Linked DNA regions of Rattus norvegicus: region 1 is linked to region 2. The links are chromatin contacts, called in public Hi-C maps. All regions are on one chromosome and are shown on one strand. The core of a region is the stretch at or near the end of the contact, and the rest is flanking DNA. Distances in the headings are between cores, read along the strand shown.

Region 1 (6,120 bases), core at 1,721-4,220, 47 kb after region 2:
GGGTCCTTCAAACAGGGCCTCTTCCTCACCCTCACCCTTCCAGGACTGAGGCCACCAATCTACAGGAATCCAGTGCAGGAAAGGCCAGGGCCCTGAGACCCCCACCAGTCCTCCATGTACAGAAGCAGGAGGAGGGTACGGAACTGCTATTTCAGCCAGGTCGGGGCTGAGAAACTGATTAGGGAACACCGAGTGCCAAGCAGGTGGACTGGATGTGTTTAAATGTGTTTAAATGCAGATAACCACAGGGTTCAAATTCTCCCTCCCACCCCTTGTCAAAACAAAAGGCGATGTCAGGCTGCCAAAAAGCCACAGAGCTCCGGTTTGTTTTTCTGGGGCTGGGCCCAGCTGGCATCGCTTATGGAAAGTTGTGGAGTTGCTGATGGTCCCATCTCAGATTGACAGGGCCTCCTGGGTCGTGGGGGAGAGCAGACAGACTCAGTCAGTAGACACCAGAATTGGGTCACTGAAGCCAGAGCCAAGAGTTAGGCCAGTGGCAAGGACTGGGGAAGCAAATGGCGGGGAGATTGTCTGAGAAGAGGAGCTTCTGCTTCCTCACCTTCCTGTTACAGCCAGCTGGAGAAGGGAGGAGGCCCAAACTCACATCATACAAGGCTCAGGCTTCCTGAGCTCTGGGGGAGAGGGAGACACACAGACTGAGACGTTTGGAGGTACCCAGTGCGTGTCTTTGTGTCCCCCTCAGGAAATCCCTCTATAAGAAGTGTGTTGGAGGGGACTTGAGGATTGGAATGAGCTGTGAAGTTCTTAGCAAACTACACTTGCTGGTTTATTTTTTTCTTTTGGTTTTAGTTGTTTTTTAAAGACACATTCTTCGTATATAGTTTGATCTGAAAATTGCAGTGTAGCCCAGGCTGGCCATGAGCTCTAAATTCTGCTACCTCTGCCTCCCAAGAGCTGAAAAATACACTTCTCGTGGTTTTTCCCTCTAACCGCCTTTCAGTTTTGCCAGCAATGCAAAAGTAACTGGCTTTGCGTGGTTTCCCATCTCCTGCCCCCCTTTCTTTGGAGAAAGAACCAAGCCAGGGATCATTGGCAGGGTTAGCCTTCATTTCACAAGAAAGGCCCTGGGGGAAATGCTGTTCCCACTAGCCCTTTTACCTGTACTGAACTAAATTTACCTGTGACCCTCGGACTGACCTATGCACAGTGTACAGACCCACAGGCACACGCTGACCTTGAGTTCTCCTCAGCAAGTTTTCAGTGTGCTGTAACTTGAACCAGTCCCTGGGCCTGTGCGAGGTGAGACCGGATGCTCCTGTTTACCAGGGCAGTAGCTGAGACCAAGAAACCTGCCTCTGTGCCTGGAGTCACCATTCTGTCAGTCATTCAGCAAAGCCAATTCCTCCAGTCTTAGACCTCAGTGCCTTAGCAGAGACCGATTTAAACACAGATTTCCAGGCTCTGCTCCCTTCAGGGCTGAGATAGACCTGAGCGTTTGCAGTTCCGGCAAGCTCTTAATCGATGCCATGGCCTCTTCTGTTTCAGAATCGGCACGAGGGTGCAGTTCCTCCATCGGGCAGCGATCAGGCAGAGAGGAGATGCAGTGTGAGCTCGCAGGCATGCAAGCATGGAGTGTACGTTCAGAGGATAGGATTCACTCTCAGACAGGAGACTGCTGTTAGCTATGGCCCCGTAGCGAAGAGCTACTATCCGGAGACTACAGGGCACCCTGAGAGAGTTGGGGTAGAGGATGTTTTGTGGCTGGCTAAGTAGGGTCTTCTGTACCTGCCAGCTGCTGGTGTCATCCACACCTTAAGAACACTCTGTTGTTTGTAGCTAAGACGTAGTAGAGTGGCCTGCATCTCCCTGCTTGGGGGCTCTGAGGCTAAGCTGGAAGGAGGTGGGGCTTCCGTGCATGTCTAACTTCCCCGAAACAGAGGGAGCAAGGAGACCCCAGAAATCCAGGGGTACCAAAAAGCCTGCGGTCGGGGTTCCCAATTCTTGTCTGAGGCTCTTTTTCTTTCTCCAGACCGCATTTCCCAGGGAGAAGTCATAGTTGGATTTTCTGTCCCTGAGATAATCTGGAGGAACTTTACTCAAGCGTCAGGTTTCCCTGGTTTGAGTTTCAGCTGAGAGGAAAGGCCACAGTGGGATTTCGAGAGATGACGTGAAAGAGATGTAGCCAATCCACTGAACGCCAACCACTGATACTTATCCACTTTGTTATTTTAATTACGATTTGAGACACTGCCCATACTTACGGGACACTCTGCGATTGATGTTTCAACACGCTTGAGTCTTAGCTCTTGAGCACACTGGCTGGCAGGACGCCTCCTTCCAAGTCCTTGTTGAGCACAGCTCCCTAGTGTTCCAAGCCCCTGGACGGGGGCAGCATAGTCAGCCAGGCAGCTAGTGTCAGTGGACACAGCATCTTGTTCATGGCAAGGGCTCAATAAATAGGAGTTGCCTGATTTCTTTTTCCACAGAATTTTGCCAAGAGCAGAACCTAGAGGCAGACTTTGGACTTGTTCCTAATCCATGTTGTTTTTAGAGGAGGGGTCAAAGGAGGGTTTCAAGGAAATCCGTCCCATCTGTGCTTATGCCTGTAAGAGCACCAGCTATAACAATAAGCCTGAGATGGCACAGTGACACAGTGACACGGGCACGGTGGGGAGCGGCGGGGAGTGTCCCACTTGTGTGTTAATTTGGGTGAGACCATCGTTCTCCCCATTTTACACACAAGGGGAGTAGAAACAGAATCCCAAAGATCACGGGTTTTCTGGACTTTGAACCTGTGTAGCTGTGGTCACCCTACAGGACTGTCAGTTGCCCGATAGTTCAGACAAGACACTGTAACCCTGTGGGAATATTCATTTTCCAAATTCAGGGATTCTTAAGCACTCAGGAGATCCTGATAAGAACTGTCAGGGCCAAGGGAGTCACCCTAGAGTATGAGAAGAAGGGGAGTTAGTTCTCCAGTGTGAGCCGCTCACTGGTGGGGAATTTCCTGCCAGCTGAGAAGTGCGTTTTCCCAAGTCTGTCCCAAACTCTAGGGCACATGACTCAGTTCCTACACGGGACTGTGATTGTTTTTAAAAACATGCTCTCCATTTCGTTTAGCATGACAAATGCTCCACACAGCAAGGTCATAACTTGGGCGGGAGGTGGGAGGGGGCCATATAGATTGGTGTGTGTTTGGGGAACATAGGGTAGAGAATTGCCCCAAGTTTGAGGTCAGCCACAGTTGTATAGCAACCCCAGTTGTATAGCAACCCTTGTCTCAAAAACAATAGCAATAAAACCTACCTCTGTATTTCTGAAATCTAGCTAAAATATTAAAATTTAGTCCAACCCCACTGGGACTAATCTAACATCCCACCCCTGCATGCAGTTAATTTACAGCCTTTCCTAATGTGATTCTCAGGACAGTCTAGTTTGTATAACCCACATCGGACTGTGCTCTGTCTGCCTTCCCACCAGATGGGACCAGCTTGTCCATTTTTCTGTCCCTAGATTGACACCCAATGTGCTACAAGACCTTGTGCTTTCCCTTGTGTGGATCCACACAGGTAACTCTCCTGTGGTCATATATTTGAAACTGAGAGGCGCTTACCCAGTTTGAGACAAGTGTGACATCACACAGCAGGTGCAGGGCAGAGATAGTTTTCCTTCTCATAACATCAAGCGGGAAAAGGTGGGCCAAGGCACGAGTGTCTCATGGGTAGCGCGTGTGTCCCAGCATGCACCGGGCCCTGGATTCTGCTGCCTGCCGCTCTTCCTCATTTTTCCATTCTGTGGTTTTCGAAAAATAGGAAGCCTTTCAGTGAAGCGGACCTCAGTCTTGCTTTAGATCAAGACTATCCTTTAGATTGATCTCTCCTGAGGTCAAGGAGGTGGTTCAGCTGATAACTGCTGGTCCAGGACTGTCCTGGTCCACTAAGTTGTCCTCGGACCTTATACATGTATTGTGAGTGAGCCCAGAATAGGCAAAAGTGAGATTGGGTTCTTTTAAAGGATTCCTGATAAATCCTTAGAGCTCACATGGAAAACCCTGTAGCACTGTGTGGCAGCCGGCTTTGCCGCAGGAACAAACATGTCCCAAATCCTAGTGGCTGAAACCAACAGGGTTCTTTCTCACTCTTGCTGTGTGTCTATTGAAGGTGGAATGGGGGCTCTGTTCCCACCTGGGCATGTCTTACAGCGTAGAGCCAGGAATGACTGGAATACCAATGGGGGCTGATGGAGGGTTTTATACAAGAAGCGTTCCTGTCTCTAAATGACACACTGCTCATAGTTTCTGTCAATAGGTAGATTTAGTCAGCCTCCCCCAAGCGCGTAGAGGCCAGGAAGCTCAGGCCTACCCATGCACCCAAAGCAAGAGAATCAGGAATTTTTGGTGAACAGGAAAAGCATTTCCCTTGTCTGTCATGACAGGTTTCCCTAGATAGCCCAGGTTGACCCTGAACTGGAGATCTTGCCTCAATCCTGCAGGCGTGCGTCACATACCTTGCTGGGATTTTCTTTACTTAACAGTTACGTTTAAAGCAAAAGCTGACACTGATGCCTCTGATGTCACATATTGTAAGCACAGAAAATGTAGAGAATGAGGAAATACTGGGGAAGTGACTCGAGGGAAAAAAAAATAACCTCAGTGTCGGTTTTTCTAGAGAGAGAGAGAACGAATATACTTCCAATGTTGAGCTGTGAGGTGGGGGTGAGATGAGGGGAGCAGAGCGCTCACTTAACATTTATGATGTACCAGGTTCAGTCCCCGGGGGCAGAATGATGGCCTAGAGAGATTGCTTGGCCGCTAAGAACACCGTCTGCTCTTGCAGTACTGGGGTTGAGGTCACAGCAGTAACTCAACTCCAGGGCATCCAGTACCACCATGTAAGTCAGTGACCTGACTCACGAGGTAAAGGTGCAAGGCTCCGAGACTGGAGGCCAAGAACTGACACCCCAAAGTTGTTCCCCAACCCCCACGAGCCACACACACTTGCATGCACGCCAGTGTGCCCATAGACACACAGAATCTACACACCTCCGTCAATGTATCTATATTTACATAATAATTTAAAGACCCAGATGTAATCCTAGTATCTGGGATATGGAGACAGAACTCTGGCCAACTTGGGCTACATGAGACCCTCTCTCAAAACAAAAACAACAATAAACAGACAAAGAACAAAAATACCTCTTCTCCTTCAATAGCAGCTCAACCTTAGAATTACTTATCAGATAGATGCGTTTTTTGAGGAAAAAAAAAAGGGGTTGGGGATTTAGCTCAAGTGGTAGAGCGCTTGCCTAGCAACCGCAAGGCCCTGGGTTCGGTCCCCAGCTCCGAAAAAAAAAGAAAAGAAAAAAAAAAAAAAAAAACCAGGATCAGAAAACTGTGCTTCAGCCAGGGCAGCTTCCAGATGTCCCCCCTCACTCCCCTGCCCCCCTTATTTTTGTTCATAGAGCCTCTATTTTATTCCCTCACTTCTTTTCTAGGTTTGTGGTGCTAGGGATCTAGAAGTCACCTGACCCATGAGTTCTACCTCTAAACTACACTCCAGCCCCTATATGGCCGGCTTTAGAAAAGATGTGTTTTTATTATTTCTCTCTCTCTCTCTCTCTCTCTCTCTCTCTCTCTCTCTCTGTGTGTGTGTGTGTGTGTGTGTGTGTGTGTTCGTTCGTGGTTATGTGCACATGAGTGTGGATTCTCCTGGAGCTAGAATTACAGGCAGTCGTGGAGTTACATGCTATGTGGGTCCTGGGAACTGAACTTGGGTCTTTTAAAAGAGCAGCAAGCGGGGTTGGGGATTTAGCTCAGTGGTAGAGCGCTTACCTAGGAAGCGCAAGGCCCTGGGTTCGGTCCCCAGCTCCGAAAAAAAGAACCAAAAAAAAAAAAAAAAAAAAGAGCAGCAAGCACTTTTAACTCCTGGATTCTCACTCTAGCACAACTGCCACCGCCATCTCCAGCATCTCACTATGTATCCCAGGCTAGTTTCTTGGATGCTTGAATTATAGGTATGCACGAGCACACATACACACACAGACACACACACACACACACACAGACACACACACACACACACACACAGAGGCTACTATTTTAAATTTATCATTTGAAAAAAGAAAAACAACTGGGAGGTGGTGGTCCACACCTTTATCCTA
Region 2 (5,995 bases), core at 704-3,203:
ATTTATTTATTTATTTATTTATTTATTTTTTTGGTTCTTTTTTTCGGAGCTGGGGACCGAACCCAGGGCCTTGCGCTTCCTAGGTAAGCGCAAATCCAGCCCTTTAAATCGTGTGATTTAGTAACTTTCAGGCCAGTCACACCGTGGTACTCCTGTAATCTGGACACTTAGCCTATCCCTCCTAGGAAACCCAAGGACATCAGCATCCACACCCCACCTTCCTCCCGCCCCTCAGCCATTACCGTCTTCAGATTTGTCTGCTTTCCACATTTGTTGTCAGATCACACTGTGGGCCTTTTGTCTCTGGCTTCTCTTGCTAAGTGTGTTTGCAGGGTTCTTTAAGAACGTTATAACTAACATGGAAAACACGATGCTGGCTGGTAGTTGCCAGAAAAGTCTGTTCGTTTTTCAGCCAGGCTTTTAAAGATGGGAAACTTGACTTTGGCTTTTCCCTTCCAAAAACAAACCGGAAAAGAAACATCAGAACCTGGGAAGTTTTTCCTCACTGTGTTCTCTGTAAAGAACAGCTTTTGCTTAGCTTTCTCTATCGGAGACATGTCTGTCCTCACAGGATTATTTTTGCTTTTGTTTTCTGAGGCAGGTTATTTTTAATGTAGCCCTGGCTGTTCTGGAGCTCACTCTGTAGACCAGGGTGACTTCAAACTCAGTTGTCATCTTTTGGAATAGTCTAGAGTATGTCAAGTTTAGAGTATGTCAAGGTTAGGAGGACTTTGAGATGATTTGATTTTCTTTTGAGGTTCCAGCATGGAACCCAAGGTCCTCTTTCTGTTAGGTAAGTGTTCTACCTTTGAGCCCTGCCATCCCCAGTCCAGTCATTTTCTAACACCTCTGCCTTCTTTGAATTGGCCTGTGGGATGTTGAAAGGCAGTTAGAATGAACAGTAGGGCTTTGTATGGGAACTACTAACTCGTAACTGTGAGGGCAGCCTGAGTTACATAGTTCTTGGCTTGCATGGACAACATGGGGAGACCCTATATCAAAAAGCTAACCTAATACATCCTGTGAATAATTGGAGCCTAATCTTTTCTTTCTTCTTCCCTCTCTTCCTCCCTGTATCTCTTCCCATTCTCCGTTCCTTATGGCAAATACTGGGGTCTGAATTCAGGGCCTTGCCCATGCAAGCCATTTTACCAGAGTGATGCATCCTCCTGCCCAGTTGGCCAAGTATTCTCAAAGGTGAAGCTCCTACATAGTGATGTGTGGGTCTTTGCGACTCGTGGATGGGATTTGAGGGGTTGGGGGTGGGGAAATGGTGCATAGGGAAGACTTTTTCATTTAGCCGGAAGATAACCTGGCTGAAGCAATGATTGGTGGGTATCAGAGCTGTTTCTGAGTAAGATTATAAGGGTTTTGTCCTTGAAACTCGGGGTGTCAGAACACCTTAATAGGGGACGCAAATGAACCTAAGCAGCTGCTTGGGTAGCGAGCTTGGAGAGGGGATCCTGATAATAGGGCGTTCTGTACTTTAATACAAAAAGCACCAAAGGTTTATAGACTGCAATTGTTTTACTCTTTGGAAGTACGCTTTAGAACCAGCATACCTCACTACTTCTTTTTTTCTTTTACCTCCCCTTAACTGTGGGAACATAACACTTCCGCCACACTCAAAATGGCTGAATACGGTCAACTTTCTCAATGCATCCGGGTGGTCGTGTCCCTGGCTCCTGTTACTTCCGCCACTCTCTGCGGGGCGGGCGCTCTGCACTTTTAGACATCTCGCAGCATTCAAGATGGCCCGGCTTCCTCCCACTTTTCATTGGCCAAATCACCTAGCACGAGGGGGGCTGGGACTGATATTTGACACACAGCTATTTTGGCCAATGGACGGAAAGTAGAAACCAATGAGGCGCGGGAGTTGGAGACCCTCCTCTGCATCTGGGAGGGCATTTTCCCCGGGGCGGGGTGGAGCCGAGCCGGAAGCGGGAGGGGAGAGCGAAACAGGAAAAGAAGGGAAGAAGGAAGCAGAGGGAAGAAGAGAGGGAGGAGGAGGGGTGGCGGCGCCGTGGCGGAGGAGCAGGAGCAGGAGGGGGATGGAGAGGAGAAGGCTCCTGGGTGGCATGGCGCTCCTGCTCCTCCAGGCGCTGCCCAGCCCCCTGTCAGTGAGGGCTGAGCCCCCGCAGGTAAGGGAGGGCGTCTGGGCTAGCTTGGGGGGGGGGGTCCGGGGAGGTCGAGGCCTGGCTGGAGGGGGGTCTTAAAGAGGTTTGTTTGCAGAGAGTTGAGTGTTTTCGGGAGGGAAGCCCATGGCTAACGTGGGCAGGGTGAAGGGGTTTGGGGGGGTGGCGGTGTTGGTGTTTAGCCGAGGGACACCTGTGATGAGTTGGATGTCAAGAAGATGGCAGAGGCAATGGTGCCAGGCGACTTGGGGGTCCTTTGAGAGGGTAGGTATGGTAGGTGCTCTGAAGGACCCTTTCTGGATATCGATGCACACTGTGTGCTTGTGGGCCTTATTTCTTCTCCGCAGTAGAGTCAGGAGCCAGAGACTGTGTGCACACCGATCACAGGTTACTGAACTGGCCCCAGAGGGAGGAGAGCCCAGCAGGATATTTATTTCAGACTGGACAAAGGAGAAGTTCTGAGGGCATCCTAGCTCCTTTTATTTATTTATTTTTAATTTTTTAATTTTAATGCTGTAAGGCATAGCACGTTGGTGGCCTGTTGTTGGAGGTAAGGTTCTTGGAAGATAGGAGAGATGAAGTAGAGTGGAACCTCTCAGGAGGAGGGGCACATCTGAGCTGTGAGAAGGCCGTGCTGTTAGGCTGGCTGTCCTGGGAAGAAGTCACTGTTGCTGATACGAGCTGATCAGGGCTTTTGAGCAAAGAGTGGTTCCGAAGCCAATATCGGCAGCAAGTGGAGCGCCCTAGCTTTTCTTGCTGGGTGGCTTGGTCTTTCCTGGTCCAAGCCGGAGAAGCTCGCTTGTGCTGATTCTAGCTTGGGCTGGTGTTTCGAAACCCTAATTGAAGCGTTAGTCTTGGTGCCAGATTGGGTGGGGTGCTGTAGGGGGAATCACCCCTCCCCTGTTAAGTTTGGCAAAGCTTCTATCGTTTTTGGGTTCTTCCCTTTCTTCCCATCATTGTCTGTTTTTCAGAAAAGCATTCACAGGCACAGACACAGCACAGGGACAGTCTATACAGCACTTCACGTCACGCAGAAGAGCAGAAATTGCTAGCAGAACTTTTACCTTTCCTCCTAGAGCTTAAGGGTGGCCCTTTCACACACCAATCTTATTTTGCTCCTGAGTATCCTCTTCCTAAAACAAACAAACAAAAAACCAACAGAACAAAACCTGAAAATAATTGAGTTTTGTTTTGTTTGAGACAAGTTCTTGCAATGTAGGTCAGGCTGGGCTTGAACTCAAGATCTTCTTCCTTCAGCCACCCAAGCTCTGGGATTTGGAGGATTTTTAAGTGCCTTGAAGTTCACATACCAAAATCAACAGTTTTAAAGTGAATCACTGTGGCATTCGGTGTTGTGCAACCACCACCCTATCTACTTCCAAAACAGTTGAATCATCCCAAAGAATGGTCCCTCTTAACCAGTTACTCCCTGTTTCCACCCCTCCCACACACCTCCCCCTGCCCCCCAACCCTGACCCTTGACAACTAGTGAGTCTGCCTGTGTCTGTGTGGATTTACCTGTCCTGCACATCCTGCGTAACGGCATGGCTGTAGCATGTGTGGCGTCGTTCATATTCTGTCATGTGTTTAAGGTTCATCTGCATCGTGACCAAATAATATTCCCCTTAATGTATATGCTACAATTTATCATCCTATCTGTCACTGTATCTTTTTTTTTTTTTTTTTTTTTTTTTTGGTTCTTTTTTTCGGAGCTGGGGACCGAACCCAGGGCCTTGCGCTTCCTAGGCAAGCACTCTACCACTGAGCTAAATCCCCAGCCCCTGTGTCACTGTATCTTAACAGGGCAGGGGGATGTAATATCTGGGAAATAGGATGTGAACGAATGAGTTGGTTTTATGACCTTTCATGTATTCCTTCTTAGGGACGAAACCCTTTAGTTTTTGCCCTTGTCTGGGTTCTTAGTTAAAGCCATAAGGTACCAGGAGAAATACATTTGTCTCCTAGAGAAGTTACAGCTCTCAGGACTGGCAAGGTTAAACGTAGGTGTTGACAGAACAGAATACAGAATGAAGATGCTTTTCTGTTTCTGTGGACCTCTCTGAGGGCTGACCCTATAGCCCTTCCATCACCTTGTTAGGGGGCTTGATTTAGGAGGGTGGAACCTTTGGGGGTGGGCTGGTTGCTAGTAGGAACCAGACCCACTTCTTTCAGGAAGAGGATTGGAAAATGGTCCTGCAGCCTGGGGGCGGTGAGGGTCTTCAGTGTAAGGCTCTGCTTACAGCTCATCAATCATGGACTGTTTTCTTACCATAGTTCTGGTACTTCCAATGCTTATTTTGGGGACAGGGTAGCTTTTGTACCTCGTTCTGTTTGGTTGGGTGCTAGTACTTGACCACAGCTGTTGTCTGGTTACATACAGTTCCTGCAAAGAGGGAAAGTTTGCGTTATGAGCTGCCCACTGCTCCCTGGCCTCTCCCTACGTCACCCCGACACCCTTTACACTCTCATGACACCCGTACCCTCCGAGTCCTCCGGTCCAATCAATCATACCAGATCGCTATGGTGAAATTTGTGTTTTGTTTTTTAACCTTTGGAATGGAAATAGCAATATAATTATTAACTTTGAATCTACCGTAGCTTGGTCAATTTAGGTTTTTTTGTTGGGGTTTTGGTTCCTACAGATCAGAAAGGGAACAGATGCAGAGAACGCCTGTCAGGGAGCAGCCTCAGGCCTTTAGTTCTATAGTGCCCAGATCACTAAGGTGGCACCTTGCATTCTGTGTAGAAAGTGGTGTGGGTACCTTGCTGTGTCTCCCTCCCTGAAATGAATCTGTCAAATACCATCTAATTTCTGTTTATTTACTTATTATTTTTTTTTTTGTTTTGTTTTGCAGGGATCTATCTGTTTTGGAGGGAGGGGGTGTGGGGGGGTGTAGTTTAGACAGGGTCTTGTTAGCCATGCTCCTGGTTAGAACTCAATATATTGACCAGGCTGACCTTGAACTCCCTGTGATCCTCCTGCATCAGCTTGTAAGTGCTGGGACTACAGGTGTATACCACCATGCACATTTATTGTACATGAACATTTAATATATAAATTATATATATATATATATATAAAATGGCTTTTCCTCTTACCAGCACTTCATTGAACAGTCACCTTTTGCCATGTAGACCAGGAAAGTTCATTAGCCTAGGACTCCTATAGATAGGAACTTCTGTGTAAATCTCTCACAAGGCATTGTGATTCAACAGACGGGACTCCTTGAATCCGAGAAGCATAAAAAAGCTGCAGTTTGCAAACAGGAAGGCCTTGGCATTTGTTCCCTCTGGTTAATTTATGCCTGAGATAACATAGCCTTGCTTTCTTTCTGGTGCTATGTAGATCTAACCAGAATACTTGACTGTGTTGTTAAGAATAAACTTATTACAGTTGTCTTTGACCATGAGGTGATCCAGCCAGTGATCTGGGTGCAACCTAAGGATGCCGTGCATAGAATTCTGTGTCAGCTTCAACACTGAGTCTGATTGGGCGCCCTGTTCCCGCTTTTCTGGCCACGCCCCTCAATTTCACGTCGCCTTTTCTTCCTTCCTTTCTTCCTTCCTGTGCCTTAGGTTTTAGTTTAGAACCACTTCTCCATCCCCAGGCTGCACACTTGGGACCCCCACGCCTGCGCCTCTGATTCCTAGGGCACAGGAAGTACCACATGCCCTGCTCCTCCTGTTATTTTGAGGCGGGGGCTCAGGTAGCCCAGGCCAGTCTTGAACTTGCCATGTAGCCAAGGATGACCTTGAACTCTGACCACTATACATAGTATTTCAGTGCAGTCACTGCCATAACCTCTTGTGGAACAGTAGGACCTCAGAACCTAGCCCGCTTCCCGATTTTCTTAGACTGG

The links. Hi-C and Micro-C count contacts between places; a contact is called where the count stands out from the background.
Region 1: a Hi-C map of the A7r5 cell line shows a contact between it and region 2, with 2.1 times the contacts expected there. The contact joins the enhancer-like site here to the promoter of Wbp1l in region 2. A contact is called at or near these places in 11 of 12 Hi-C or Micro-C datasets (the A7r5 cell line, Schwann cells, frontal cortex and 6 more).

The regions. Positions count from the first base shown.
Region 1 is chr1:255,457,366-255,463,485 of GRCr8, forward strand. All of the region lies in intron 2 of Wbp1l (WW domain binding protein 1-like), which reads left to right. Among named protein-coding and RNA genes, the nearest start is that of Cyp17a1, 24 kb to the right of the region's middle. Within about 2 kb of position 2,971, at least 6 of the 93 cell types and tissues checked have an H3K27ac peak or open chromatin away from gene starts, as enhancers often do. A contact at or near this core is called in the A7r5 cell line, where this site is marked.
Region 2 is chr1:255,411,752-255,417,746 of GRCr8, forward strand. It overlaps Wbp1l (WW domain binding protein 1-like), which reads left to right and starts at 1,954. Exons shown (of 4, transcript NM_001127484.1): 1 at 1,954-2,141. The coding sequence starts at 2,052.